Regions from separate parts of the Mus musculus genome. Here region 2 is linked to region 1. A link is a contact called in public promoter capture Hi-C data. All regions are on one chromosome and are shown on one strand. Each heading gives the region's core, a stretch centred on a gene start, on an enhancer-like site or on the middle of the called end of the contact. The rest is flanking DNA. Distances are from core to core; before and after follow the strand shown.

Region 1 (2,700 bases), core at 82-2,581:
ATATGTGCATGGAGTCTTGGCGAGGGCAGAGGTTCTGTTAGAAAATAATTAAAATTAAAGTACAAACTGGTAGGGAAGTTGCCCAGGGGTGAACATGCTGGCAATCTGGAAGCTGGCCAATCTGGAGCTCAAAAACCCTTGGGCTTCAATCCAGACCCCAGCCCTCAGCACCTCAGAGCTAACACACGTCTTTCACCTGCCAGGACCTCTGCGGTCTGGATTTATTATATATATTTATATATACTTTGTCTATAAATGCATTATAAATATTTTATCAAGATCTCATAAGAATCAAGTTTCTTAGCTTGGAATACAGTGGAATATATATTATACATATATATATTTATTTATACCTAAAATTTAAGCAATACTTCATGCTACCTGCTTTTAATGAAAAGCATTCCGATCGTAACACTGCAGTGTGCCTACGACATGCTTCACAACCGAATGGAGATGCTCAACTGCTAAGTGACGGATGAGGAAAGAAGACTTTGGATCCGTTTAAAATGTGTTAGACTTTAAAACTGCTGGCGGCGTTCGCTGCTTTTTGGAACTACCTCATCTTCCTTAAATGGCGATCAAACCAAGCAAGGCTGGCTGTACTTCGGCCCTCGGGGACAGTGGCTGGTGCCCACTCTTGTAATGCCAGGCTCAGCCAGCCACAGGACACTGTCACACCAATTCTCAGTGGTGTTTTGTTTTTGTTTGTTTTTTTCTTAAGGCATTGTTCCTCAGACTTCAGAAAACCCAGCCACAAAAACTTCCATCAGAGCAATAAAAAAGGCACAAACTCGCATCTTCCGGTGGCGTCGAGAAGCTCCAGCTGATTCCCAGGCTCACATTTCTGTTCTGTCCAGTTTTTTTTTTTTTTTTTTTTTTTTTCGTTTAAACTTTCTTCCAACTCTGTCCCTCACTAAGCTGTGAACCCCCACAGCACCCCACTAAGGTTCACAAGGCAGGCCAGAGCCATAGAAAATGGTTTTGTTTTCGTTTAAAAAAAAAAAAAAGCTACAAGATGAGTTGAGTGGTTTACACGGAGACTGTGGGATTGTGGGTAAGAATCAAATGTTAAGCACCAGTTTTAATCAAGTTTGTTCTGTATTATTAGATCTTTGATTTTCATTTTCCTCATGTCAACTTGATTCAGCAACTCTGCCCAAGTTGCCACAAGCTTCTTCCTTCGAGGCTTCCCAGGGGGAGGGGGAGCCACCAGCGTGTGCTTGGCTTCCACATGTCTGTGTGCCCGTGTGTTGCGCGCTGTCCTGTGTTCCATGTGATCTGCCACACCCGGTGTTCCGTGTGCGTCTCCAGACCTGTGGTCCAGGGCGGCAGAAAGGCTTCCCGTTGCTGCTGCACGCCTGCTGTCCCTTTGTACTCAAGAGAGCACCAAGGCAGGACGCAGGAGTGATACGGGTAAGTTTCTTGGCTGAGCTTCAAGACAGACAAACAAAGGAGAGAACAGCAGCTTCGGGCTACAGTGGTGGTTCCTCCTCCATGGGCTCCTCCTCAGATCTGTAGAGGAGAAAGGGGGTCGGGCAGGGTGCACAGTGGGTGAGGGAGGCCCTGTGCAATCAGGTTCCCTTTCTCACAGAGTTGTCAAAATCCCTGCTCCACCAAAGTGCAAGCTCTTTCCTGATAGACAGGATTGGTTTGTCGAGTCAGTGGGCATGCCACCATCTACCCTGTCCCTAAAGGGCAAGCCTGACACAAAGAAGACTCTGTCAGGTCCTCATGCACAGGTGTACTCAGCAGGCCTTTGGGACGGAATGGACAGGACTCACCTCTTCTCAGCAGGTTTGACGCCTACAGACAGCGAGGCCATGGCGGTGACTGTCTCAGCTTCTTCCTTCTCACACTTTTGCGCCTCAATCAGAGAGTGCCCCACCGTGGAGGACAGACGCTGCAGGCAGCGCCAGTACTTGCCTGGGGGAGAGGGAAACACTCAGTGACTCCCCACTTCTGCAGGTTAATGGGAGACTCACTTGTGTCTGAAAAGCGCCTTTCTGAAGAGTGCTGGCTGGCACTGCCCTCACAGGCCCTTGTGGTGTAATTTCTGCATTACAGGTCACCTGAACACAGGGCTGTGAACTGTTGTGGAACCTGGCTCTCCACGTCTGTGGGATTCTGCCTTGCTGTGGGTGACCAGAAATTCTGGGAGCAGACACATGGAGACTTGCTGGCATCCAGACTTAGGGAGTTTCCTACCTGGAGCCTTATAGGTGCTGTGGATAGATCACATCCAGGTTCAGCACTTGGAGCCCCGCTGAAGCAGCTTTCTAGAGTTAGGGGCATTAGGTGAAACAGTTTTGAAGGCAGAACTAAATGGTCAGTAGGTACCTGGGTGAAGCCTTCAGGTGTGCATCATCTTTGTGAGCTTATGTGCCAGGATAGCATATCAGAGAGCCAGGCAAGGAGTAGCAGGTTTTACCTGAGGCAGGGCCATGTGTGGGTATCTGGCTGTGTACCTGTTGCCTGGGATTTGTTGACTGAATGGGGGATGAGTTCTACCCTGTGCTAGGTACCTCTAGCATGACATAGATTTTTCAGTCCAAGTAAGTTCTATGCAACTGAACCAAGTAGTTTGAGACTATTGGTGCCCAGATTCTTTCGAAGCCCTGTACAGTAGGACCTGGTTCAGGGAGTCTCTACTAGCTGATCACATGCCAGGGGAGGTGAGGCCTTCTGCTTCTGCCCTGGGTC
Region 2 (2,700 bases), core at 35-2,534, 520 kb after region 1:
CTTCTCTTAAAGATCTCTGGGGTCATGTAGCCACTCTGCTAAACAGCTCCAGAACTGAGGGAGTTCTGAGAAGCCCTGATACCTTCAGATAGTGGGCTCTCGATGAAGGGTTTGGGAAATGGAAAAATGGAGCCAATGTGTACTTCACACACAATAGCAGGAGTAATCTACCAGCAGATGGTAGTCCCCACGTTATGCACACTATGCCCTCATTAGAAAGCCAAGTGACAGTACCACATGGAACTTGCTAGGTAGCACACTGGGCCATATTTATCAAGGGTAGATTCATTTCTGGTACTACTAATACCAACTGTAGGCTTCTCCCTTGCTTTACCATTTCATTCTGCTGATTCAAGAACGTTTATACAACTGTTACATCCCATTCTCTTCAAAGATGGGTTCAACATAAGCACTATGCTTGAAGAGACAAACCTTTTTTTTCCCCATTTTTTTCTTTTTTTAAAAATTAAATCTGGGCATAGTCATGCGCTAGACACCCTAGTACTTGGGAAGCTAAGGCAAAGGAACTGCCACAAGTTTGAGTCCAGCCTGGGCTACCTGGGGAGACAAATGTCTGAGGGGAAAAGGCACTAAAGCCTTTCTTAATCTTACAGGCTCAAGAAACAAAGTAATTATTTTCAACAAATTCTTAGCTATACCTAAGTTGTAAAGGCAAGAGAGGATGTTTCTTGTCTGCAATTTCCAAGTGTAGATTCTATAACTGTATCTGGTTCCTGGTGGCTAGATGGCTCACTATATAAACCCGTAGGCGACAGCCAGGTCCCCACAGAACTAGAACCTAAGAGGAATGCATGGTGCATGGGTCCGTGGGTCACGCTTGCTTCCACAAGAAATCACAGAGAAATGATGACTGTGGTAAGGCTGAACTTAGTTGGTGGCAGGAATGTCCTAGTGCAAATGCGCCACTCCCACAATGATCGAGCGATTCAAATCCCCCAAGCACAGTTGTTCGGGTAGCCCTGCCTGCCCGTCCTCCTGCGTGGTTTGCACTGGTTTAGGTGAGTGCCCATACTAGATAGACACTGTCAAAGATTAAGATTGCTTTTCTTAGCTTTCATATCCTATCCAGTTGGTTTTTTTCTGCCAAAAGAAATGAAAACATTTAAAAACAGTTCAAGCATACAAACAGTAGAGTCTGTAGAGGACACATTAGCCCTGCTCTGTAAGCTTGCTCTGATTAGCTGTTACATGAAATTCCACAGAGCCAAGGCCTGGCCTCAGCACTACTTTTGAGCACTCCCTCTCTACAGCAACAAGTTGACAACCTTCTCGTGCTCTTCATGACTTGCTAGCAGCATACACACACAGCTCTCTACTGTAACACAGGATTATTCTGTACCTGCTACTGTTAATTCTGTTGAAGTGGTAACAAAATATTTCAACTAAAAATGAAGTACACCTTAAATGTTAACAAATATCAAAGGAGGGTGTCCTGGAAGTATGTGAACTATAGAACAACAGCGCCATCTATGTATGATTTGCCAGAATTACAATTTACACATGCCCCAGAAAAAGAACAAGAAGGCTTTAAAAGTACTCTGTTGTGTACCTTACTTAAACCTGGAGAAACAACTCTTAGCAGAGCTCACAGGATGAAGAGAGACACAGCACATCTCCGGTAAATACTTGTCAGATAGGCTAGAGATAACATCCTTGATCAGAGATAATGAAGAACTAAAGGCACTGGGAAGCCTCTATGATTCAGAACACAAAGCTGATAAGGAGCTATGCTTACGCAATAAACACATTTCAACGCTACAGATGGAGAAACCCATCTGAGAACAATGTTCCTGCCACACCAGTGTCCAACTATGATGTGACGAAGTGTCACAGGCTGATTAGTGCCATGGGCAGACGGCTTTAACCAGAGGCACTGAGGCACGACAACAGAAAAGTACAGAACAGCAATTAAGGTTCTATGGCTGAATATTTCTCCCATAGGAGAGAGGCCACTTTTCTCCCACTTTCCACAGGCTGTTTTTACTTCCTCCTGAACTGTAGTTCTGCCTGAAACCCTGTGGAGAACTTGCATCCATCACCACAGTACTAGATCTCTGTCTGGAAACTTCCAGCAGCTGCAATGAGCCTCATGGGCAGTAGGTGGGGCTGGGAGGGTGGGTATGGGGGTGGGGGTGGGGGGTGCACTGAAATGTAGCTGAAATTAAACAGAAATGTTCTAAAACGATAATTTGGTCAAGTCTGGACCAAATAAGTCTAACTGGCAAGTGGCATGTTTACAGCAATTGTCTCAGAAACAGATCATAATTTTCACTCAAGAAATTAAGATCAGCACAATTACCATTGAAAACTTATGAAACTGAGGAGAGGGCACAACACAGGGAAAGGACAAAGCCACAGTAAATGAAATACAAGCAATTAATTGGATGTTGTAACTCACAAACTCTGGGAAAATTACAGGTCACAGCTCTATACCCTGATAACCATATAACTAAGTAATACCAAAATTATGAATTTTAAGCACGGGTCAGATCAACATGTGTTTCAGATCAAATTTAGAAAATGATATGGTATTATCTGTGGGAGGTCAAAAGCCAGAAATACTCCCTAGTCGCAGTGAGTCTGTTTGGATCTTAGTCCTCGTGCCCTAATGCTAGCTCATACACTCTGCCCAGTTAACTGATTCTAAAAAGCAAGGATCACAAGACATTTGTGTAACAG

The links. Capture Hi-C pulls out chosen DNA fragments and counts their contacts.
Region 2: a contact with region 1 is called in a promoter capture Hi-C map of adipose tissue. The contact joins two enhancer-like sites. A contact is called at or near these places in 13 of 39 promoter capture datasets (the 3T3-L1 cell line, 3T3-L1-derived adipocytes, the C10 cell line and 8 more), 4 of 484 Hi-C or Micro-C datasets (bone marrow-derived macrophages, double positive thymocytes and olfactory sensory neurons), 4 of 115 datasets of contacts at active chromatin or transcription factors (T-cell acute lymphoblastic leukemia, double positive thymocytes, heart atrium and 1 more) and 3 of 9 other capture datasets (adipose tissue, liver and pancreatic islet).

The regions. Positions count from the first base shown.
Region 1 is chr1:91,931,875-91,934,574 of GRCm38.p6, forward strand. Hdac4 (histone deacetylase 4) reads right to left here. Exons shown (of 27, transcript NM_207225.2): 26 at 1,782-1,923; 27 at 1-1,512. The coding sequence ends at 1,473. Among named protein-coding and RNA genes, the nearest start is that of Gm46242, 54 kb to the left of the region's middle. Within about 2 kb of position 1,332, at least 3 of the 459 cell types and tissues checked have an H3K27ac peak or open chromatin away from gene starts, as enhancers often do.
Region 2 is chr1:92,452,482-92,455,181 of GRCm38.p6, forward strand. All of the region lies in intron 8 of Ndufa10 (NADH:ubiquinone oxidoreductase subunit A10), which reads right to left. Among named protein-coding and RNA genes, the nearest start is that of Mir6900, 11 kb to the right of the region's middle. Within about 2 kb of position 1,285, at least 14 of the 459 cell types and tissues checked have an H3K27ac peak or open chromatin away from gene starts, as enhancers often do.